Regions from separate parts of the Mus musculus genome. Here regions 2, 3, 4, 5, 6 and 7 are each linked to region 1. Evidence: chromatin contacts called from public Hi-C, promoter capture Hi-C and targeted proximity ligation data. All regions are on one chromosome and are shown on one strand. The core of a region is the stretch at or near the end of the contact, and the rest is flanking DNA. Distances in the headings are between cores, read along the strand shown. Region 1 holds the start of Klf9 (Kruppel-like factor 9). Region 2 overlaps Trpm3 (transient receptor potential cation channel, subfamily M, member 3). Region 3 holds the start of Trpm3 (transient receptor potential cation channel, subfamily M, member 3). Region 4 holds the start of Apba1 (amyloid beta (A4) precursor protein binding, family A, member 1). Region 5 overlaps Fam189a2 (family with sequence similarity 189, member A2). Region 6 has its middle 39 kb from the start of Gm34076. Region 7 holds the start of Fam189a2 (family with sequence similarity 189, member A2).

Region 1 (3,292 bases), core at 248-2,747:
GCTGGCCTCGAACTCAGAAATCCGCCTGCCTCTGCCTCCCGAGTGCTGGGATCAAAGGCGTGCACCACCACCGCCAGGCAATGGAGGGATTGTAAACCCGCAGTGTTGACTGTATGCCCTGCTGTAGATCCTTAGCTATCATGATGGAAAACAACCCAGCACTCATCTCAGGAAGAAGCACACTGAGTTCATCAGACTCCCAACCCCACACTAATTGTTGACCAAGTAAAGCCACAAGATTCAGTTGTTAAGGCTCTCTGGATGATTCCAGTTCTCAGGACTATTTAACACAGTTAATATTTCACAGGGGTGGCTCCTCTAAAGCAGAGTCAGGAATCGGGAACCCTGTGCTTTTTTTTTTTTTTTTTTTTTTTTTTTTTGAGTTCTGCGGTCGTCTACCTGATAAGGTAGACCAGTCTTGTTCTCTACAATTGTGAAGCAAGAGGAAGGAAAGGCTTGCCCAGCAGGAACAGGGAGGAGTCCCTACAAAGAAAAGGATTTTTTCAAGTTATGCAAATGCAATGTCTTATTGGTCTCAGTTTATGGGTTAAGATAGCTTCAAGACAGAGCGAATTTAGAGTCAAAGGCGCCCAAGGAAGTAGGAGGTTTAGCAAAATGCCAAGATGGCGGTGCTTTTGTGTAAGAACCATTTAATACGGAACCGGATCTTTTGTTAGCTGTGAAAAATTTTAGATGAATTTCTCTTGGTTAATGTGTGGGGTGAAAGAACTTTTAAACATCTAAGTGCTGCATTCCAAACAAGAACGAATTGATGCTGTCTCATCCGAGTCTGTCCTTGGACAACGTGGCCTGCCATATCGAGGGTTTAAAATTTGACTCACACTTAGTTTATTAAGCACCCCGTCCTTCCATCTATATTTTAGAGTTAGCACCAGCAACACAAATATGAAAAGATCTGTCCGATTCACTTCTGCTCCGCAGGTTTACAAGTGTCGGGCGCTTCCTTTTGGAACGCCCTTCTGATTGGCTGAGCCAATGCCAGTGACATCAACCAACTTACTTTTGATTGGAAGCCTGGTTGCTGGGACTGTAGCGTTTGCAGGAAGTCACTTAACTGTTTGAGGGCTGGGAACCCGAAGTTGAAGTTCTGTTTCGTCCCTAGGGATGGGCGTAACTGCCTAGGGGAGAAGCGTTCCCAAGCCACGCCAGCTGGCACGTGGGCCGGGAGGCGTAGGCGCGCGCGCGGTCTGGGCGGCATCTGCGGGGATGCGCAGCCGCTGGTTGCCGGGCTCCGAGCAGTTTCCCTTTTAAATGTCAGCGTTCGGGGCTGGAGGGGCAGCACGCGGCGGCGGAACGGAACGGTCGGATTGGCCGCGCGCCGTAGTTCTAGACGCACCTCTCCACCGAAGGGCCCTTCTGACTGGCAGGGGGAGAAAGTAAACAGAGTTGAATCACCCTCCCCACTGGCCAATTGGAGGGGGCCTGGATTGTGACGTGATGGGATTCTGCGAAATTGTTACTGAGCTGGAGAATGCCGGAGAGGCGCGGCGCGGCAGGACCAGGGGCTCAGCGGCCGTCGGCGGACGCGGGAAGAAGTGTCTCGTAGGCGCGGAGCCCCACTCAGCCCCGGCCCCCCTCGTCCGCGTACTCGGCTGATGCCCCGGGGCGTCAGCTCGGCGGAGAGGCGGTCGAGGACGTGCGCCTGGCTCGCAGTTGGCTTTCTCTGGGACTCCGACACGTTTGCAGTCGAATAAACTTGCGACCGCCACGTGTGGCATCTCTCCGAGGAGGGCGCGCCCATCGTGGGATCGCGCGGGGCGCCGGGCAGGGCGGCGGCGACAGCGGCGGAGCCGGCCGCGGCTGCTGCGTGCGGAGGCGCTGCCGGTTACGTAAAGATGAGGGGCTGAGGTCGCCTCGGCGCTCCCGCGAGTCGCAAGCTCCCGCGCCCCCGCCCCCTCGGCCGCGCCGCACCGCGCTCGTCGTCCGAGGCCAGGGCAGGGCTAGCCGAAGCTCCGCAGCCACCTTCAAGTTTGGCCGCACCGCCCGGGCTGCCGTCGCCCGCACCATGTCCGCGGCCGCCTACATGGACTTCGTGGCTGCCCAGTGTCTGGTTTCCATCTCCAACCGCGCCGCCGTGCCGGAGCACGGGGGCGCTCCGGAAGCCGAGCGGCTGCGACTACCTGAGCGCGAGGTGACCAAGGAACACGGTGACCCGGGGGACACCTGGAAGGATTATTGCACGCTGGTCACTATCGCCAAGAGCTTGTTGGACCTCAACAAATACCGACCCATCCAGACCCCCTCGGTGTGCAGCGACAGTCTGGAGAGTCCCGATGAGGATATAGGATCCGACAGCGACGTGACCACCGAATCTGGGTCGAGTCCTTCCCACAGCCCGGAGGAGAGACAGGATTCTGGCAGCGCGCCCAGCCCACTCTCCCTCCTCCACTCTGGAGTGGCTTCGAAGGGGAAACACGCCTCCGAAAAGAGGCACAAGTGCCCCTACAGTGGCTGTGGGAAAGTCTATGGAAAATCCTCCCATCTTAAAGCCCATTACAGAGTGCATACAGGTTAGCGGCGTCGCCTCTCCCCCGCTTCGGGCTTTAGCTAACCTTTGGCCGGCCAGCATTCCTGGGCGCCCAGGACACCGCACTCGGCCTAGAGGCTGCAAACATTTTGGAGAAGATGCTGCTTAACTCCTGCACTCTCTCCTTACTTGGCTCCAACCTTTAGGAGCCACCCGAACCCACCCCCACCCCCCCAACCGCCGCTCTGAGCAAGTGGCTTGCGTGGCTCGGCCTGGAGCCGGCCCGCCCCTCCCTTACCCGCCCCGCCCCCGGGACTCCGTACCCCGCCGCTGCGGGGTCGCCCCACCTGGGGAGACGCTGGGGGGTAGGGTAGTCAAATGGCGCAGCTTTTATCCCATTCCCTGGTGGGGTTGCAACGGAGGGGTCGGCCTGGGAGGGGAGCCGCACTCTGCGTGAATCGTTTTAGGATGACTAAGGACTCATTTAACTGGATGGCGGCTACTTTTCAGGGCTTGCCAAGGTGGTTTTAAATTTGGCTAAGAGTCCCCTGAGAGGTTTAAAATAAAACTGCTTCAGGCTGCAGGGGAGACTGATGAAGGAATGGATGGTGGATTAACTTCTTGACTAGTTAGCTTTCCTAAGGAACGTGATTCAGTGCTGATCTGTTCCCATGTGACTTATTTGGTCTCATGCCTGAAGCCTTAGGAGAGAGGTGTGGTCTTTGCTGGAGTTCAAGGCCTCACGGATGAGTGTGGGGGCGTTCCTCTTAGCTGTAGGCCACGCAGCACACCAACGTGGCTGTA
Region 2 (3,150 bases), core at 558-3,057, 590 kb before region 1:
GGCTCCAAGACCTTTAGAAGTAAACTCAGGAACCAGATGTGATGGTAGAGGATAGAGAGGCAGAAAGACAGGGGTTGTATGTTTGAGAACAGTCTGGACTTCGCAGGCAGACCCTCCATCTCAGCATGTGTGAGCACTACAGCAGTTATTTATTTTAGGGTTGGTTTTCTGGTTTGGGTTTTGGGTTTGGTTTGGTTTGGTTTGGTTTGGTTTGGTTTGGTCTGGTCTGGTCTGGTCTGGTCTGGTCTGGTCTGGTTTGATCTGGCTTGGTTTGGTTTGGTTTTGGAGACAGAATCTCACAATGTAGCCTAGGCTGAATTCAAATCTGTGAACCTCCTGCTTCAGCCTCCCCAGTGCTTAGATAACAATCACCACTCCCACAATCTTTGCTAATACTTGTTTTGGTAACCTGGGTAGGAAGGACATTCATGTGAGAGTCCCGGGTTATGTCTCTTTCTTTACTTCTATTCTCTATTAGCTACCCAGCATTCCTACACTCAATCAGAAGGCACATGATTGCCGAATTGGTTATATACACAGCCCAGACGTTGTGCACAGCCCTACCTTCTGAGTAGGTCCTAGGGTTCCCAGTCCACATCACTTAGCCTAGCCCGGACTCTTGTCCTCAAGACTAGAGAACTCTGACAATGGCTTTGGATTCTAGAAGTACTTGTAAACAGAATCCACTCGGGCACCCTCCCACGTAACACCGTTTAAGCCTCTTCTACACCAACCCGACACCTGATACAATCAATGCAAAGCCGTTAGCTAGAATTGAGGAAATCTGACCCTTGATATTTGAAAATGACCCTGTTTGTATTCTGAATCCCTTGAAGTCTTTTCAATAAAGAAGGGTATTTGACTGTTCTCGAGCTGCCACTGCTTATAGAAGCAACTGCATCGTATTATCCGTTCCGTCTACAGACCTGCCAAGAACGATGGGTTGGAGGACAGAGCCACTTATTTGATTCTGAGAATATGTTTATTCTGTGAACACTAATGGAAAAAAAAATAGCAAAACTACCACATGTCACCTCTCAGACTGAGGTGACCCTGCTGACTAGAAAGCAGATGCGCATTGCGTTGCTGGCTTCTTGTAACAGCTACAAGCATCGAAACATCTTAATGAATTCAAAGTCTGGAGCTGTTCCCTGTCTGTCTGTCGGTGATTCTTATTTAAATAGCAAACCCTGTTTAATTGGCTCCAAAGGTAATCAGGCTAGACACATTTGGGGTGCTAACCGACAAAGGAGAGGCAAATAAATTACAAAGAAAAAATCTGAATTTCTCTAGATCCCAATAAAAGTAAGAAAAAATTTCATTCTGCTGTGTGTACATGCTTTAAAACGTATCTTTCACTCGAAACCATATGCTGGGGGAATTACTTTTATATCTGGGGATGAACCTGAACCCAACATTGGTATTTTCTTTCCAAATCTTAGTAGTCCTTCAAAATGGCTAACGAAAAAACAACAACAAACAAACAAACAAACAAACAAAAAGAATGACTAAACTGAGGTGGAATTCAACATTTCAGCCTGAATATTCAGCCCAGCCAAATCTTCAGGCTCTGAATTAATAAACTCATTCCGTCTGACTTGATTTTAGGGTCACATTGAGCCAAAACCAACTTCCGGGGCTTGGGAGCCTTGCTTTGAACAGAAGGCTGTTTGCTTGTTCCCAGTGGGAATACATTATGCTGAGTGATGGCTTCCTGTTTGTCCTGGAGGGGCCTCCCTGGCCTGAAAGAAGTCACAATTTGGGTCAGCTCTCTCTGCAGGGGCCATTCCTGACAGCTTTCTTGGGATAAATGAGATCTGAAACATCGGGCTTTCAGTATATGAAAAGGTCTTGGCACAAAGCCCCCGTCTCTCTACAGAGGGCTCTGACTTTGAAAATGCCCTGCATGCTGCAGTTTTTCCCCAGCCCACAGGGACTCCTGCTGGGGCATCTTGCTAGGAGGTCCACGTGCTCCCGTGCTCCCCACGTGGATAGATTAGATGTCTGTGGGAGGACTGCCCAGAAACTGTTGCACCTTCTGAAATGACAATGCAAGGTGCCGAAGGGTAAAAATAGCCCTGGATCAACACATGAGTCAATGGCTGTATTTAACCAATCTTCTGTTAGGGAACAAAAAAGCCTTAAAATGCCACCATGCTGAAAATAACGGGCAATTAAAGCACACCGAACCGAACCCATGATATGACTTGTGGCAGCCAAGTGTTCTCCAGAAGCCTCCTTCTTGGAGAGCTAATTGCACGGGGTTTCCAGTCTTTAGCTTCCCCCTCAGGTTTCCTACTGAGCCCTTTACTCTTTTATATTTGAGAAGCATAGATTCACCCAGGCACCCAGGGCAATACTATTACTGCCTGTCATTTCTGATCATTTTCAAAAAAAAAAAAAAAAAAAAAAGTGCCCTGTACTGCTAAAGTCTTAGAATGCTACAATCTGAAATGAGCTATTGATTGCCTGGAGGATTTAGAAAGGGAAAGTTGGTGTCCAGAGACAATATTCAACAGCTTGGAACAATTAATTCAAGGGACAGCACACCTGCATAGTACTTCAGGTGTGATGGATAGCCAATTACCAGGTCTCCGCTTTCCTAATTCTTGATCTCTAGAGAGGTTCTGCTGGGGTGGGCATGTTCTCTTTCTCATCTTGCCTGAGTGTCTTCCCTGTGTAACCCATCCCGGAAAGGAAGCTATCATTAAAAGAAAATGGAAAGACCATCTCGAAGGGAGTTTGAATGGGACCAGAAGCCTAAGGGAGATGGTGGCTGCCTCAAAAGGGTGTGATGCAAACCACAGCAAGAATGGAAACGGTGGTCGTACTGAGCAAACTTGCCCGGGTTGACTAGGAAGAAAAGGAAAAGTATTGCTTTCAAAGGTAAAGTGGTCAGGTCTAGAAACTTGAAACTATAATAGTACAATGTGTGTTCCCAAGTGCTAGAATCTTAGGTTCAATGGTATGTAACGTATCCATATAGGAAAGTGAACAGTCAGAAGCTGCAGAAGGAACAAACTCAAACTGGGAGACAGCAGGAAGGAAGGAAAGGGCAGAGCAGAGAATTTTTAGGTCATTGAAGTGGTTTTGGTTTTTTGGTTTTTTGAGGGTTTTTTTGTTTGTTTGTTTTTGTCTTTTGGTTTGTTT
Region 3 (3,383 bases), core at 241-2,740, 690 kb before region 1:
ATGAATCATATGTGAACCCTGTTACATTGACACTACTTTAATAGAGACTAATCCGATGCAGGATTTTTTTTTTTTTTTTTTAATGTTCAAGTCAGTGGTTCTGCAGTACTCAGCATCTCTGACTCTGGAGCACTTTAGGAAATGGCGCAGTGATGCAGGTGTCAGGTATTGTTACATTCTTTGTTCTTGATCCTAAAAGGCAGGCTTATAGCACATCTGCTCTAACCCCTCTGGATTTTATCCCAGAATACACAGTAGTCTCAGGAGTGGAAAGGGGAGGGGTCTGTTACCCATTTCTTCTAGTTAATTAAAAATGAAAAATCTCTACAGTCACTGGAAAGGAAATAAGGTGGAAATTTTAAGTACCCCAGAAACACTTGAAGGGCAAGGGTGTGGGGAGTCTCCTGGGCAGAGTCTTTTGTCAGTGATACTACTAAACTTTAATGTCTGGGGAGAGTGGGTAGTTCAAATAAGAGGTGTGAAAGGGCCACCCCCAGCCCTAACCCAGCCCTCCTGAGCTTCCCTGCTTTAAGTGAAACTGGCCAAATTCTGCCTTTAAATGGAAAAGTTCCCTCATGTTCCCTTTCACCATGGGAGCTTTAAAAACTGTTGGCTCCAATGGAGCCACACTTTTGTAAAGCCTCCTTCAAAAATTATTGAGAAGAGGGGGACACTCAAGGAAACCATTTTTTGTGGACAGTACCCTGTAGGGCACTTTAAGGGTTAAAGTTTGTTGCAGAGAAGGTCTATCTTGTGGGAATATCCCCCAATATAGAAACAACTATTGTTGAAAGGGTAAGCCACAAACGTCTTCTTTTGCACAGCTTTCTGTGACAGGAGTAACTCCTTGTTCCCTGTGTGTGTATGTGCGAGTTTGACTAAGCCTCTGACCATCTATCATCTACATGGGGCTTGCTTGTATCAATCAGGGTGCAGACTGTCAATCATAGTTAATAAAAGACTTCAGAACACAGCAGGGATCTCCTTTTACTATAGATCCATTCTACGATAGCTCTCAATTTATTATGTCACACAAATCAAAAAGGAAGCATTTATCTTATCATTCAGAGGCATCCCTTCTCCCTCCCGGTGTCCTAGCCCCTCCCCCTGCGCCAGTTTCCAGCCCCTCAAAGATGCTTTGTGCAAAAAAGTATAAGTTCTCCTTCTGGGTTCATTTTTGTTCCTTTTTGCTCTCCTCCTGGCTCCCCCCCAAAACAAGAGAGCAAAGCAAATGGCCCGGGTTCCCCCCCAACGCCTGACCTGTGTTTGCAGAAGGAGAGCAGGAGAGGGAGCGCGCATTCTGGAGCAGGCTCCTCTGACTCCGACCACAGGCTGTTTTGTGCAGGCTGTCCCTCTCCTTCGAAATCAAGCATCCCCCTCCCCGAAGCAGCAGGCAGCGTGCCTCCATTCGGCCACATTTGGTATGCATGAGCACGGCTGCAGGAAGAGGGGAGGTGGCTTTCTTAAGAAGGTTCAGGGGCTCAGGAAACGCCACTTGACTAGACTCCCAAGTTCCAGGAAGCCTCTGCCCTAATGGAATTTGCAGGTGTGGAGATGACCATGGGATGCCAGGGCCGTGGGGGACCGTTTATTTTCTAGGCACTGCCCAGATTTGCAGTTTCTTGTCTTCCCGGTGGAATTTGGAAGGGGTCATGAATCAGACTGATGCTTCTCGACCCCTAAATTGGACCATCCGGAAGCTATGCCACGCAGCCTTTCTCCCATCTGTCAGACTTCTCAAGGTACTGTAACTTGCTGCTTTGAATGGCTCTTACTCTGCTTTTCAGGTTGAAACGCCCAACTTCGCACTTGGGCTGGGACGCCAGTTCTGGGGCGTGAGAATGCATGCAGTTCTGGCTTGTATTACCCATGGCTAGAGAGAGTTCCCAACACCCCTACCCCACCCCCACCCCCACGCAGCCTGGAGGATAGCCTGAGCCACACTAGGGAATTAGATACGGTCTCAGGGATGGGGCTACCTGTGCGCATCCCCACCTTTCTTAACCATTAGTCCGCCAAACAATGGATTCTCTTATTTGGAAGGATGAGAATAATAGTGGGCATGAAATCGCTTCCTCTTCTGCATTTGGCTCCAGAGCTCATTTTCTTTCCCTGGGGAAGCCCTTCGACCCACTTTCCCTTAAATGGAACCTGAGAGAACAAAGGATTCTCCTCCTTATTTTAAAAGCTCCCTGGCTAGGTGGTCAGTCAGGTAGAGACAAAGGAAGAATGGACCTTATCCCATAGTGACTTTTTAAAGGCACGGTCATTTCTATCTCTTGGTCACTGGACTGGAGTCAGTGTGGAAAAGTATTGTTTCGCATCCGTGGAAGGAAGCCGTATCTAGCTCTGAGTTACACAAAAGATTCCTACTACACCTGAGCTGCAGTTGCTAGTTGTGTCCACAGTGCTCCTGTTTCTGGAAGCAAATGTATTAAAGATGCTGAAAAAGTCCTCACAACTCCTTGGGAATCTACCTTCATCCTCTGCCTGACAGGGAAGGACACAAAGTGTGAAGGCGTGGAGGAGAAATATTGCTTAGAAAAGAAAAACGTGCTAACCTTTGGGGGTGGGGGTGGGAGAGCATAACGGAATGTTCCACATTAAAGTTTGCCAGGCAAGACAAGTCCTTAATTCTCCTTTTCCTATTATATATGATCTTCTGATTTAATTACTAGTGACCATAGAGGGAACTGGCTGCAACAGAGGAATGATGGATTAGCCCTGAATAAATCACTCCTTTTTTTTTGGGGGGGGGGGGGGAGGTGGTATTCTGGTTAGGTTTGATGTGGACAGATCAGATAATTCTAAATAGCTAAGTGGTGTCTCGTTACCAAATATGACCCATTGTCTGAGTTTCCCTGACCCTGTTAAACACAAACTGGTATTAACTTTCACAAAGTGTGCCCCCAAGTGCCCTTCAAACCTCATCTTATGGTTGTCATGGCAATGACTTGCTTCCTAAGGGATATTTGGAAAGGAGAACATTTGAGGGCATAGGGAGTGGTTGAAATTTCTACACTTATGGGTGTTTTTGCTGTATTGGAGCAACATGTGTAATGAAGCGTGAAAAAGAATGAGGCCAGAGGATTAACAAATGAATGTGAATTTCCCTCCAGATTTAGTAGTCAATCAAGACTAGGGAAAAGAATGTTTTGGCAAATTCACTATGACTAAAAAAGTGAAGTTTTGTGAGCCCATGTGTAATAAGAACTACCTTTTCAGTTAATGCTGTTCACTGGCTTGACCCCAAAGTGATGCTTTTTAACTCATCTTAACAGTTATATGTATATATTATTAATGCATTCTCAATGTATTATTAATTAGTGCTCATTTTTAAAAATAGAAACTGTTATTAATATACACTTCACAAAGCCAGGAGA
Region 4 (3,303 bases), core at 401-2,900, 620 kb after region 1:
CACCCTGGTCTTGCTGGATCAATCTCAACTCTCATCACTCTCCAGTGTGTGTGTGTGTGTGTGTGTGCCTGAAGAAGTCAACGTTATGGCTGCTGCCTGCCTGCTTAAGGCATCTGGGCTTCAGTCCTGCCTAGGGGGCTCTGATACCTTTCCTTCCTCTAACTGGTCTCCTGGAAAGGCTTTTTCCTCAGGCAGTCCAGGGAACATCAGATACCCCTGCACCTTGGCAGTTGGAAAGTTCACAGTTGTTCTCTGATGTGTAGTTTTCCCAGGGTGCTATGAATTCTGGAGGGACGAGGACCCTATCTGGCTTTCACCAGAGAGGGTAGTTTTACTGACAAGATGAATAGGGAATGACTGTCACAAGAAAAACAACAATGGCCCTTATTTCTAGTATATGTTTAAGTTTTATGAAAAGATACTGGGGGGACAGGAGAAGCTATACTTTTCTTTGTCAAAGCCAAGAAACTAATTACGAAGTAGAATGCAGAAATTCATGTGAATTTTAAGGCTAAACAAGAATTCTAGGATGCCTCGGGCTACACCCGTAGATATTTCTGGAGATACTGTGCTTAATATGGAAATACTGTATAATGATAGATTTATCTCTCCCTAGGTCAGATAAGGAAGGCTTGTCTTCATTTCACTAGATGAGAATATGCATACTAAGACGGACTTGAAAATTATAAGGTTTCGGGGGAATATGACCCTTAATTTTTAAATTGAGAACTCTGTCCCAAAGAGGGGGGAGGATGTAGCTATGGAATCGCCTATTACAGATGGAGCTGGCGCCTGAACCCAGGCGCCTGAACCCAGCCCCGCCCTCGCCCCTCCACTCCCACCCCGCCGCCGCCCAGGGGCCAGTCCACCTTTTCATTAAGTCACAACACCTGCTACCTGGTCCCTAGTGCTCAGGGTCCCCACCCTCCAGAGAACCTAATCATATACCAGGCGAATTGCCTCTGCACGTCTGGAAGACTCTTTTAAGCTCCTAGCAACGGGCATCGAGAAACCAAGTGGACCATTTCCCGACCCCGCCTTCCAGACGCTTTCTGGGTGGGGCGGGTTGGGCAGCGCCCCCAGTGGGCGGCCAGACAGACGCCCAGCTTGTTCCTCTCAAGCTCACGCGGGCGCCCCCTCGCGGCCACTCGAGGAGCGCAGCGCCGCATTGCAAGCTCCAAGCTTTTTCTTGGCTTTCAGGCCCGGGAAGCGGGAAAACTGCGTGTCACTAAGCAAGAGGACACGGGCAGCCGTCCACGCGGCAGTGTGTCCTAAGCGTGACCAGAGCCCATTCGCAGAGACGGGGCCGGGGATGAGCGTTAGGGACCTGGGACAGAGGACCGTGGAGGTCCCCCTGTGTCCCCGCGGGAGGCAGCCACGTAGTCCATTCCAGGCTCTCGGCCACGAGAGGGAGGGACTCGCGCACAGCTACGGCGACGGCTGTGGACCCCTCGCACGCTCACGCGCGCCCGAGCTGGACTGTCGCGTCGGGCCCGCGCCGCGCGCGCGCACGCGGGTGGGCGTGGGAGGCAGGGGCGCTGCTGCACGCGGCGTGCGCGCGCTCCCCCCGCCGTCAGTCGCAGCCGCCCGGCCCCGGCGCGCGTCACGAGGGCGAGCGGGCGGCGAGCAGGGGGTGGGGCCGCGGCCGGAGGGGCCCGAGCGGCTGCCGAGCTAGAGCCGGAGGAGCGGGGCGCGGGCGGCTGCGGTCCCGGTGGCGGCGGGGGAAGATGGTGGCGCTGGAGGCGGGAGCAGCTGGAGAGCAGCTTTATTCCCAGGCTTGGCACGGTCGCTGTCACTAGCGCCGCCTGCTCCCGCGGGCCCGCGGACCCAGCTGTCAGGCAAGGTACCACCGCCAGGGCGGGCTGGGTGAGTGCCGGGCGCCCGACGCCCCGGACGGAGCTCGGGTCCTTTTGGAGGGATGATCCCGGGAGCTAGGGGTGAAGCGTGGAACAATAGTGCGGATGAACAGGGACGGCAGGCGACATCCAGGGAGGCAGTGCTTGGAGCTAGCGAGGCGGGGGAAGGGTGTGTACTAGAGAGATGCCAGGCGTCCGGTGCGCGCTGAGATACCCGGCTTTGGGAAGAGCGGGCCTGATGACAGTCACGGAAGGAGTGTGTGTGTGTGTGTGTGTGTGTGTGTGTGTGTGATAGCAGAGGGGATGGAGGTGGCAGATCCGAAGTGTAGGGGGAGATGACATTTCCAGGAATCCCCGCTAGGATCCCTCCTCTCTGGCTGACTGATGATGGAAACCGTGAGGTGGGCAGGATGCACTTGGTGTGTGAAGTGTGGAGGGGAGGCAGTAGGGTAAGGCCGGGTTTGTAAAATCCCGTGTAAGAGTGAGTGTTTAGCGTGCAATTGGATCCACGCTCTCAAAACTGCGCCCCACATCCAGCGATCTGCTTTTCCTGACTTGATGCCGCCAGCTAACACTGTGGGACAGTATTGGTTATTTTGACCCTGCAAGTCTAAGAACAGTTTCTGTTCTGCTACTGTTCTTGGGTGGCTGGGTGTACGGATTCTCGCTTCCCCTTTCCCTAACGTCCTAACACGGGGATGTGGAAGTGAGCGGTTGCTTTGAGGCACATGGCAGCAAACCAGGATAATGGTTACACCTTTTGAGACAGCTGGTGTCCCTGGCTCTGAAGGGCGCTTTCTTTGGCACTTCACAGCCTCTCATTGACTGCCTGACTCTGCAATTTCTATTGTTTATCTCTTGTCTAACCCCAAGAAGAGGGTGTTTAATGGTCATCTTCCTCTCCCGTTCCCACAACTTTTATCACCAGACTCCCTTCCATATATAAGTACTGAAAACCTTCTAGCTGAAGATTGGATAGTCTTTGCAATGATTCTTTTAGAATAAACTCTTGAGGTGTGTAAAGAAGGTGGGGGCTTTAAAAATACAAGAACAAGATTGAAAGGGAAGTAAAAAAAAAAAAAACAAGGAAAAAAAAAAGAGTGCCCCAACATGCATTCTCTTGGGTGTTTTTCCGTGGGAAATGGGATGCTAGTGACAGCCACTCTCCCGGCTTTCACAATGGTTAGAAGGTCCATTTAGGAACTGAAATTTCCCGAGACCCATGGATATAAGATCTCCAGTCAGTGAAGTCCCCGATTTCCTTCCCAGGACAGCTCACTCGTAGGAAATTTGGCAAATGTTTGGCTCTCCAATGATGTCTAGGAACCAAGACAGAGAAAAAGCACGCAGAGTCTATAGATGCTTAAATTTCTCTGCGTAATAAAGATAGGGTTGCGTAGAGAGGGAAAGCACTAGAGATGGCATATCCGTATGCGTGTCCACTGCC
Region 5 (3,259 bases), core at 401-2,900, 830 kb after region 1:
ATTCCTAGCCCTCCCCCTGAAAAAGGCGGCTGAAGAGAATGCCAAGGGACGTGGCAAGACCGACCCGGTTCCTGGGCAGTCTACCCTGTGAGTGACCAGCGGTGAGAGCAGAGGTTTGTGATACACAGTGACTCACAGAGAAAGCAGGTTTGACCTTGGGCAGCAGCCCAGGCTGTGGTGCAAAGCTACATGGTGACAATGAGGACTTTTAGAGAGGCCAGAAGAGGTGTCTCTCATTCAGGATGGAGCGGAGGTGGTAACAACAGAAACCGCCCTTGGGGAAGGAGGCCCCTAATGCACCTCACTCAGGCACTCAGCCAGACCCAGCTTGCTCACGGCCCTTCGTTTCTCAACGTTTCCAAAGCCCACTTTCCAGGACAGCTCAGTGACCCCTGAGGCCACTCTAATATGAATGGTTGATAGAGTCAGGGGAGGCTATGGTCCCATGAACGATGCAGGATGCTCCGCAACCGGGAACACAAATACTACCACCTGAGAAGCTGGACACAGAGAGGTTCCCGAGTCTGGCCACTTGGGTGTGAATGTCAGCTCTACCCCTTGGTTTCTGTGTGATCTTGGACAAGTTGTGAAATATCATTATCCTATAAAATGGAGAAAATAGCAGCTCCCACTAAATAGGCTGTGATGAGCACCAGATGAGAATTTAATACCCTCATCATAGTACTAAGGCGGGGCCCAATAAAACCAGCGCTCACCGCCCCAGGCAGCCTTAGTCCATTTCCTTGCCTCCTCTCCCATTTAAATTAACCACTTTCCCACCAGCACAGTGATCATTTCGAAATAGGATTAAGTTTATCTTGTTTGTGTTAGAAATTTCCGTGGTATCTCACCGTTAACATAGGTTGCAGCTAGCCAGGCTTCCGTCCACCTCTCCTTCAAAAACGATTCTGTGATCACTAGTATGCCTGGCCTCTGTCTCTGTCTCGAATAGTCTCCCCTGGTCCTCAAAGTCAAGGTCAAGATCAAATGTCGTTTCCTCAGAGAAGCCCTCCCTGACCACCCCCTTACTTCTTAGCATCAGTACTATCAGTAATTGCTTTACTGACTTTCTCTTTATACCCCACTAGAATGCAGGTCCACAGAGCCATTCAGGCTAACCTGTTAAATTCAGCCCAGGATTTGCCTGATGCATTGTTATCTATGGGGCTCTGGAACTGTGGAAATGAACTTAGTTTGGTGGCCTAGAGGGGCACCCTGGCCACCACAGCCCAAAATTCACCCTCCATGAGTTAAGGCCTGGTCATTTGAGATCACACAAACACTACACATGGAGTCCAGACTTTCCAACGCCAGCGCTTTATTCTCTGTTCTGTCTTCTAGTTTGCAAGCATGAAGGAATGGACTCAACCATAGTGCTCACCCTTAACGTCCTTCATTTAAAAACAAAACAAAAGAAAAGAAAACAAAACACCGCTTAGCTGGTCTGCTGCTTTTCCTAAAGAGGAAGGGATTGAGGGTAACCTAAAGGAGGCTGGAAGACTGGAGTCACATGGTGTTAACCATCATGTCTCCTGCCAATTCCTCTCACTGAGCAGCCAGAGGCGGCAGGCTGCTATAAATAGCCCGGCAGCTCTCCCCTTACAGCAAGGGAATGAACTTGGCAACAACAAGAGCCATGAGGGGTGAGGCAGGCAAAGGCTAGGGAGCCTGCTTTCTGCTCACCCAGTGTGCACCCCTTGGGGATACTGTGAGACCCAGCAGACAAAGGAGCCCTCCCTGCCTTCTTCTCCAACCAGGAACACACAGACTGGAAGGGCCAGGAAGAACGTACTTCACCCGAGTTCACCTGAGTGCCCTCGTCAGCAAAAAAAGGGAGCCAAAGAACAGGAATAAGTGCCCACCCCAGGAACCCGGTTGAGGGGTTCCCAGTGGGGGGAGGGGGAGGGGTGCCCCTGGCTCCCAGACAGTAAACAGCACTGAGGAGGGACATCCTTCCATGTCACTCAGTTCACAGGACAGTCTCTCGAATGACACCAATAAGGCTGTGTGGCCGCTCAGCCTCCGCTCGCTGCTGGGGCCTCCTCTCGGCTCTCGGCCTTGCTGTCAGAGAGAAGGTGCTTAGATCTCCACAGCTGCGCAGGTGCAGCAGGCCGGGCTGTCTCCTCCAGCTCAACTCCTGGGCCTGGGATGTGCTGGGCTGTGACGGGGCCATTATCTTTGGGAAAAGAAGAGGAGAAGGGAAGATGTTAGCCTCACTAGCGCTGGCCTTTTGACCCGCCCTCTTGCAACCATTGGTGGATCTTATTGTATGCAGTACACTCGATTGGGTGTGAATGTGTAGTCTCGGAGTTGCATTCAGTATCTTCCTCTATCACTCTCCACCTTAGTTTTTAGAGAGAGTCTCTCACTGCAATTGATGCTAGCCACAATGGTTAGACTGGGAGCCACCAGGATCCACCAGAGTTGCAGGCTGGTGCCACGGTGCCTTGTTTTTATATAGGTACTGAGAATCTGCTCTTGGTCCTCATGCCTACACAGCAAACATTTTACCCACTGAGCCATCTCCCCAGCTCCAAGCTGGGGAGTTTTAACAAGAAGCAGGTAGAACCGACACAGAACCACTGTTCTGGATCAGATTTATAAAATGCTAATTAAAAGCAATGATGCTTCAGGTAGCTCTGCTAACCCCGTGGCTAATCAGCGTAAAGAAGCAGGACACTTTATGTGTGAACGCTCTACAGACCTGTCTTTAATGAGTCCTATAACCTTAAACACGGGACAGTAGCACTTCACTTCTCAAAACTACAGTGCTATAGAATAGTTCTCACCCAGATAGGCCTGACGAGGGAGGATCTGTGGAAAGCTGAACTGTCATGTCACTATGGTGTGTGACTTTGTCAGTGGGAAAGAATCAGGAGTCTCACTGCCACCAAGCCTCACAGGACAATCAAGTGGAAGCCACTGTTTCAGAACAGGTAACACAAGGCACTATGGTAGACCATCTACAGCATCCACTCCACTGACCCAGGAGAATGAATTAACAGCCAAGCGGTAACAACAGCTCTCAAATGGGTAAAGAGGAAGTTCTGGCTGGGAGGAAATTCTACTTCTCTGGGGACGCAGGGGTGGAGACTACCTAGCCCAACCCTTCCATTTAATGATGAGAAACCCAAGGCCCAAATGGACTCCATGTACGCCCAGTTTGGTCTTTTACCAAAGTGGCTTCAGTTTAGGGCACCTTTTACTTTTTTAATCTATGGAGAGAAAGCTATTTGGTCCTCTAATTCAGTGGTTCTCA
Region 6 (3,472 bases), core at 648-3,147, 820 kb after region 1:
TATCCTGCCTGTCAGATATTTACATTATTATTTTTACATATTTACATATTTATATTCACAACAGTTGCAAAATTACAGTTATGAGGTAGCAATAAAGATAATTTTATGTTTATTAAAGGGTCACAGCCTTAGGAAAGTTGAGAATCACTGCTTTAGAACCAGATGTGAGCTATCATAACCTAGGAATGCAGCTATCAAATGCCAGGATCAATGTGGTAACAGTTTCATGGAGTCTTCATAATTATAGAACAAATGAGAACTATAGATCCACGCACTTTTCAAATGCATGGGCGGAATCTGACGCGTTCCTTAGCATTGGTAGAAAGCGGTGATGTGTTAAATCCTAAAAGGGTTCATGGGACAGTCCCAAGGATCTAGGCCAGACACAGAGATGGGTGCCATAGATTGCTAGTAAGGAAAGCTAAAAAGAACCCCAACATAGTTTGATCTGGGCTCTGTTAACATCTCAGCTCTCCACAAACACAAAGTTGTAATCAGTCAGTCAGCCTGGTAGAGTCTTTTTTTCTGAGAATTTCAGTTAATAATAATAATAATAATAATAATAATAATAATAATAATATATTAATGTCATTTTTTAAATTATGAGAACAAAGATGGACAATCACTTCAAAAGAAAATCACTTGACTCACAATTCTAGAAGATCCGAGCAGCCTCATACCACTGTCCTGTCCAGAGGCCCCTGTGGAAAAGCAGAAAGCGAGCCAGTGGCCTGCAGAAGCGGCCAAGCCCATGGGTGTCCTCGCTTTTTAACCACCTGCTCTAGAAGGAAGTAACTCAACAGCCAATCGCATTCCTCCAAGACTGTCCCCTCCTGGAGGTAGGTGTGCCCTGGCCAGATCACCTTCACTCCGCTGTGGCTCTTTAGTCTCCTCCTCCACCCAGCCATACCGGAGGCCCGCAATACCAGCCCAAAGCTTCCTTACTTCCACTTTGGGGGTCGACTAAATCTAAACCCTGGCAGAGCCTCTTCTCCCATCACATAGAGCAGAGTGCCCCATCGCAGCCTGCTAGGTCGAGTGGAGAGATAGATTTAACACGTACAAACGATGAGTCTCAGCTGGTTCTAGGCCAAGGCATCTGGGCCAGATCCCTATCAAAGTGCTATAGATAGTTTAATCTCTACAACACCTGCAGGAGGCAAAGGCCGCTTCTCCTTTATAGCCCAAGACCCTAAGGTTTAAGAAATCAGTTACTGCCCCAGTGGCCCTGCCTATGCTGGATCCTCCCCCTGCCCGTCACCAGTGTTAAAAACACTCTACCCAGTCACCTCTGAAGAAACAACACAGGCGCTCCTCCGTCTGAGAACTGAGATAAGGATGAGAGCTACAACAGGAATCTGCTTCCTGCTAGTCTTCTTTCCCCCCTCATCCCCCTCTCTCCCTCGTGTGAGATGACACAAGTTCGTTCTCTTGTAAAGGTCACAGACCACTCTTCCTGGCTCACCTGGCCTACCTATGCTATTGACCGGAGTTGCATGAGATACACACACACACACACACACACACACACACACACACACACAGAGGCCCTGGCAGGCTAATCCTACAAAGAGAATCTCCATGGCCCGGGCTGCACCCTCCTCACCAAGAGGCCCAGCCTCGCATTGGCCCTCTCTCTTCCTCGCTGCCAGCTGAGCTATCCTCCACAACACTCACCCTCATCGCTAGGGAAAGGGGCCACCTAAGCTGGGTAGCACCACGTTCTTTAGTGGGGTCTTAAAGACAAAGGAGATACTTCGGTTTCCTTACCCGACAGGGAGAGAAGCAGGAGCTACCTTCCTGATCTCTGTATTTGCTCAAAAGACAAGGCTCCACAACTGGAGGCTCACCAGAGGGAACCTGAATGAGCCTGTTCTGAGCCGCTAGCTTTAGTTGGGCAAGCCCCGCCCCGCATCAAGTCCCGCCCCTGGGAAGCTCCACCCCTTCACCCAGCACTGCCCCCAAGCCACCGCGAGGCTTGCAGAATCGCTAGGTTTACTCTTTTTTTTTTTTTTTTTCCATTTTTTATTAGGTATTTAACTCATTTACATTTCCAATGCTATACCAAAAGTCCCCCATATCCACCCACCCCCACTCCCCTGCCCACCCACTCCCCCTTTTTGGCCCTGGTATTCCCCTGTACTGGGGCATATAAAGTTTGCAAGTCCAATGGGCCTCTCTTTCCAGTGATGGCCGACTAGGCCATCTTTTGATATATATGCAGCTAGAGTCAAGAGCTCCGGGGTACTGGTTAGCTCATAATGTTGTTCCACCTATAGGGTTGCAGATCCCTTTAGCTCCTTGGCTACTTTCTCTAGCTCCTCCATTGGGAGCCCTATGATCCATCCATTAGCTGACTGTGAGCATCCACTTCTGTGTTTGCTGGGCCCCGGCATAGTCTCACAAGAGACAGCTACATCTGCGTCCTTTCAATAAAATCTTGCTAGTGTATGCAATGGTGTCAGCGTTTGGATGCTGATTATGGGGTGGATCCCTGGCTATGGCAGTCTCTACATGGTCCATCCTTTCATCTCAGCTCCAAACTCCGTCTCTGTAACTCCTTCCATGGGTGTTTTGTTCCCAAATCTAAGGAGGGGCATAGTGTCCAGGTTTACTCTTCTAAAAGTCCTACTTTATCTGCTCTTCGGTCACTTGACCTCATTGAGCGCGTTCATCTTGTGAGGCCTGTGTGTCTAGTACTAACAATGTTTGCAGCTGAAAGGGACGTCAAAAAACTGTTAGCGCAGGAGGACCTATTATTAGCATTCTGTCTAAACTCCACCCCACAGTTAACTGGCAATAGCCAGGTATGCGCCTCCCCACAGTTACCTGGCAACAGTCAAGTGGGCCTGACCCACTATCAAAGGGGCTGCTTGCCCCACTCCTCCCTCTCTTGGTCTCTTGCCCTCTTTGTCTCTTGCCTTCTTGCTCCCTCCTCTGTCCCCTCCCCCTCCCCCCTCTCTCCACGTGCTCATGGGGGCCCTCTACTCCTCTACTCTTGCTCTCTGCCTCTGCTGCCCTCTTAACTCTCCTTCCCACGCCCTGAATAAACTCTATTCTATACTATACTCTACTGTCCTGTGACTGGTCCCCCAGGGGGAAGGGATGCCTTGGCATGAGCCCGTTGAGACACCCTGCTTGCCCCATACCTCACCACCACCCCCCCATAGAACAAATCCCCCTTCTCTTTATCTTTTTTTTATAAACACATCACCTATAGGAAGCAAAGTGGTTGGTTAATTTTGTTAATGAACAAGACGTTAAGGCACGCAGAAAACATAACCTTCCTCCAATGTTGAATGCAAATGCACTCCTAGGGTTTCGGTCCCCTGATACGAAGTGATCCCTTCTTTAAAGACTCTGCAGACTGTGTGAGCCCTGAGGGTTAATTGTGTATTTTACATTGGTTACTAAACCTCTCACTTAAAAACAACTAAGGTGGCTGAGGGAGAAGACTTAGCCAATAAGGTGC
Region 7 (3,255 bases), core at 152-2,651, 890 kb after region 1:
AAGTCTCCAGGCCCCTGGCAAACCTCAAGGGGTTATGGATGCCTTAAAAGTTGTGACACCGTTCGGAGGCAGGGATGAGTAGCCATCCATCCAGTCTACAAATGCTTGCTCACTGGCAACCACTTTTCTCAGAGGCCGGGCTTCCCTATGCCCCATTGGCCAAGGAGGCGGGGCCAGGCGCCAGGGTAGGACAGACATCCCCAGCTAGCTGCGCCAACTTCTGGAGTTCTGGGGTGTGCATCCGTAATGACAGGTTCTGTTTCTTGAGCATCCACTTCTGCAGAGCAGCTTTGGTGACTCCAGGAACCCACCCAGGGTCTGAGCCCTTCTTTAATGACCAGGTATAAGTCATCAGTCACAGGCAACCTCCTATTACCTCGGAGCTCCTCAGGGTTCAGTCATCCAACTCCAGATAATCTTTCATTTATCCTTGTCTTAATGAAGAATAAAAACAAGTCAACCAACCCTCCCCCCTTCACTCTGTCACTCTGTCCATTCCAGAAGTACCCCACCCTGTACGGGTACTGTTGATGTGTCAGTGAGGAAAACCTATCAAAACCCCTGTCCTCCCGGAGTTTGCTTTGCCAATGCAGTATTCAGTGGCCACAAAAAGTTTCAAATTCTTTTTCGCCCATCCTCATGTGAGTCTCTCAGGAGCTTGATACCGTGCTTAATGTTAACTTGACGGAAACAAAATCCTTAACGTGTAAGGGACAGACACTGGCCAGGTGCAATCCAATTCTCCCTTCAACTTGACTGTCTCCCGACACTAACCTCCCACACCCCACCCCCACTTATTGTCGCCTACACTTCAGGTGGCTTTAGGGTCCCCGCTCCCCCAATAGAGGTCAAACAAAAACAATGGAAGGGACCGTCCACAACACACTGCCGCGAGGGTGGGCCCCGCAGAGAGGTACTCTCGGTACTCACCGAGGAGCCAGCCCAGAATGGGCACGAGTTCTTCACCTGCGGCGAGCTGCTCAGCGACAGCGCCCCGAAGCTGAGCGCCACCATGCAGCAGCCCAGGATCAGCTGCAGGAGCCCGAGCGACAGCAGCGGGCGCGCGGGCAGCAGCGCGGAGCCTGGCGCGGCGGGGCGGCGGGACGCGAGCGCCGGCGGCGGGGCCAGCACGGCGGCGGGGGCGCAGCGGGGCCGGGCTGGAGGCTGCAGAGCACCCCGGGGCCAGCGCGGCCGCAGCGGGGGCAGCGGCGGCTCCTGAGCGGCGGCGGCGGTGGCGGCGCCAGGACCCCCGGCCTGAGGTCCGCCCGACAGCCCCGCCACCGGGCAGCAGGAGCCCGGGAGCACCACCGGCAGAGACATGGGCGCGCGGCGGGCGGGCGGCGCAGCCGAGCGGAGGGCGCCGCGCACCGGGCACCCGCGCCGGCGCCGCGCAGGACGGACTGCGCACGGCCCAACCACTTGCTGCCGCGGCCAGCGCCGGCCGCGCCCACGTGCCCCGCGGGGCCCGCCCCCCGCCGTCCCCTCTCGGTCACCCACGGTGACAAGTGCGCCGTTGCCTTGGGGTCACCGGGAAAAGTGTCCAGGGACGGCGGGAACCATGCAGCTAGCGGCTCAACCGTTGTCAGAGTCTGTCTGCAACCGCGGCGCCAAGGGACCCGTGGTGGACCCAGGTCCCTTGAGCTGGCAACCTTTAAATAGGAAAGGAGTCCCTTGTGGTTCTCCTCCTCCACCACGCCCGGAGGAGGGGCTGTGGGCGACCCGACGGGAAAAGGTCCTAGCCCGGAAAGAGGACACTCACTGGACGTTACCGCCCGGGAATGCAATCTGCATCTATGGCTTCTATGGAGAGTTCCCGGCTCTGTCGGTGCAGCTCTGCCGGGAGGGAACAGAGTGCTTTCCCAGCACCAGAGTGGGAACAATAGTGGCCAGGCCAGGTTACCTTGGGAGACACTAGTCAGCAATCACAATGGAAGAGCCCAGGGCGGCCCTGTGCAGTTGGCAGGGGTCACAAGCTCCATCCTTTTAGCTTTGACCGGGAGCTAATTGGCATCACATGATAGAACACAGGCTCCCAAACTTCGCAGGAAATGGTCTAATGAAATCTTAATCTGCCTTGGTAATTTATAATATATGTATCGAACTTTGAGGGGAAAAAAAGCAATTATTCGCCTTTGCACAAAAGTTTCCCCTAATAGAATGTCTAGACGGCTCATGTATCATAGGTAAGAGGGTGATCATGAACTTCTTTTCCAGGTAAGGACAAGAGCAGTGTCGGTTTGCAGCCAGTTGTAGCCCTTGAAAGCTTGGCTTATTGGAAAGGTGAAGGAATCTAATGCCCTCCTGTTGAGTAAAAAGAGAAAAGCAGGTTTGGCCGTGTGTTCTGCTTGCGAAGGCTGTATTGATGCTGAACATTATGTCCCACAATGTGATGTATTAGACATGTGCGGGTGTTTACATACACACTTTTAAAATCATTAAACCACCATGTTTAATAGTACCTGTGACTTCTTTTCTGACTGCTCCCAGGAATAAATGTCAAGGTTGGGGGCAGGGTGTAGTTTGGCTTTTGTTTTGTTTTTAAATGAACACTGAAAATCTGATGTCCCGTGTACTTAAGAACAAAACCTACAATAGATGCTCTTAAATTGCAGGTGAAGACGAGTTTCATCCCTTCAGTGCTGTGATTATAACTTTTATTTTAAACACAAGCTTAAAAGTATTTAATTCTTAAGGCTGGATGACACCCTGCAATACAGTGTGTCTACTTGAGTGTTCAGACATTCTCTCAGCTAAATAAATCTATTTATTCTATTGGCCAGAGCCTGACACCTGAACCATGCCATTAAAAATGCATTCCTTGTGTCTAAGAATGTTTGCATTAGAAGTCAGGATACCCGCTTTCCCTTGGGGATATTTATGAGTAGGATGAGGTTGGGGGAGGTGTGGGTGACAATCTACTTTTCAATGCCAGTGCTAATTACACAGCAAGGGTTACTCTGATAATCTATATGGTTACACTTAGGGTCTTTCTGCTTCTCCGTATTTTTATACTTAAGGATCTTCCTAAAAGACTTCAAATGCCCAAAGCTTTTAGGTGTTATCTCTATGTAGAAACACAAAGTAGCAAAGACAAGTAAAAATCCATAGGGGGTCTTAATCTACCAGATCTACACATTAGAAGGTCACAGGACCTCCCTGGAAACTCCTACTTAAGGGAACTTATTGTTCTGTTTCTCTCCCCCACCCCAACTCTTTTGTTGTTATCGACCTGTATACGGCTGTGAATGTCTTGTT

The links. Promoter capture Hi-C pulls out the DNA fragments that hold promoters and counts their contacts. Hi-C and Micro-C count contacts between places; a contact is called where the count stands out from the background.
Region 2: a promoter capture Hi-C map of hippocampal neurons shows a contact between it and region 1, with 2.8 times the contacts expected there. A contact is called at or near these places in 8 of 39 promoter capture datasets (the 3T3-L1 cell line, the HPC-7 cell line, HPC-7-derived erythroid cells and 4 more), 2 of 484 Hi-C or Micro-C datasets (CD4 T cells and regulatory T cells) and 1 of 130 datasets of targeted methods (astrocytes).
Region 3: a targeted proximity ligation map of embryonic forebrain shows a contact between it and region 1, with 2.6 times the contacts expected there. A contact is called at or near these places in 1 of 39 promoter capture datasets (hippocampal neurons), 1 of 484 Hi-C or Micro-C datasets (cerebral cortex) and 2 of 130 datasets of targeted methods (astrocytes and embryonic forebrain).
Region 4: a contact with region 1 is called in a targeted proximity ligation map of extraembryonic endoderm stem cells, with 4 times the contacts expected there. A contact is called at or near these places in 3 of 39 promoter capture datasets (the HPC-7 cell line, HPC-7-derived erythroid cells and pre-B cells), 1 of 484 Hi-C or Micro-C datasets (embryonic stem cells), 1 of 130 datasets of targeted methods (extraembryonic endoderm stem cells) and 1 of 9 other capture datasets (liver).
Region 5: a Hi-C map of uterus shows a contact between it and region 1, with 5 times the contacts expected there. A contact is called at or near these places in 2 of 39 promoter capture datasets (HPC-7-derived erythroid cells and hippocampal neurons), 3 of 484 Hi-C or Micro-C datasets (the HL-1 cell line, cardiomyocytes and uterus) and 2 of 130 datasets of targeted methods (astrocytes and embryonic forebrain).
Region 6: a contact with region 1 is called in a targeted proximity ligation map of embryonic stem cells, with 3 times the contacts expected there. A contact is called at or near these places in 4 of 39 promoter capture datasets (the 3T3-L1 cell line, 3T3-L1-derived adipocytes, cranial neural crest and 1 more), 3 of 484 Hi-C or Micro-C datasets (the HL-1 cell line, cardiomyocytes and embryonic stem cells) and 4 of 130 datasets of targeted methods (astrocytes, embryonic forebrain, embryonic stem cells and 1 more).
Region 7: a targeted proximity ligation map of embryonic stem cells shows a contact between it and region 1, with 4 times the contacts expected there. A contact is called at or near these places in 1 of 484 Hi-C or Micro-C datasets (embryonic stem cells) and 1 of 130 datasets of targeted methods (embryonic stem cells).

The regions. Positions count from the first base shown.
Region 1 is chr19:23,139,729-23,143,020 of GRCm38.p6, forward strand. It overlaps Klf9 (Kruppel-like factor 9), which reads left to right and starts at 1,498. Exons shown (of 2, transcript NM_010638.5): 1 at 1,498-2,531. The coding sequence starts at 2,027.
Region 2 is chr19:22,552,809-22,555,958 of GRCm38.p6, forward strand. All of the region lies in intron 1 of Trpm3 (transient receptor potential cation channel, subfamily M, member 3), which reads left to right. Among named protein-coding and RNA genes, the nearest start is that of Gm33649, 79 kb to the left of the region's middle.
Region 3 is chr19:22,446,718-22,450,100 of GRCm38.p6, forward strand. It overlaps Trpm3 (transient receptor potential cation channel, subfamily M, member 3), which reads left to right and starts at 1,491. Exons shown (of 26, transcript NM_001362491.1): 1 at 1,491-1,742. The coding sequence starts at 1,566. Gm27151 (predicted gene 27151) reads right to left here and starts at 1,865. Exons shown (of 3, transcript NR_168265.1): 1 at 1,261-1,865.
Region 4 is chr19:23,757,226-23,760,528 of GRCm38.p6, forward strand. It overlaps Apba1 (amyloid beta (A4) precursor protein binding, family A, member 1), which reads left to right and starts at 1,651. Exons shown (of 13, transcript NM_177034.3): 1 at 1,651-1,866.
Region 5 is chr19:23,971,456-23,974,714 of GRCm38.p6, forward strand. It overlaps Fam189a2 (family with sequence similarity 189, member A2), which reads right to left. Exons shown (of 11, transcript NM_001114174.1): 11 at 1,295-2,176. The coding sequence ends at 1,970. Among named protein-coding and RNA genes, the nearest start is that of Gm34076, 56 kb to the left of the region's middle.
Region 6 is chr19:23,954,909-23,958,380 of GRCm38.p6, forward strand. No RefSeq gene overlaps it. Among named protein-coding and RNA genes, the nearest start is that of Gm34076, 39 kb to the left of the region's middle.
Region 7 is chr19:24,029,618-24,032,872 of GRCm38.p6, forward strand. It overlaps Fam189a2 (family with sequence similarity 189, member A2), which reads right to left and starts at 1,402. Exons shown (of 11, transcript NM_001114174.1): 1 at 931-1,402. The coding sequence starts at 1,320.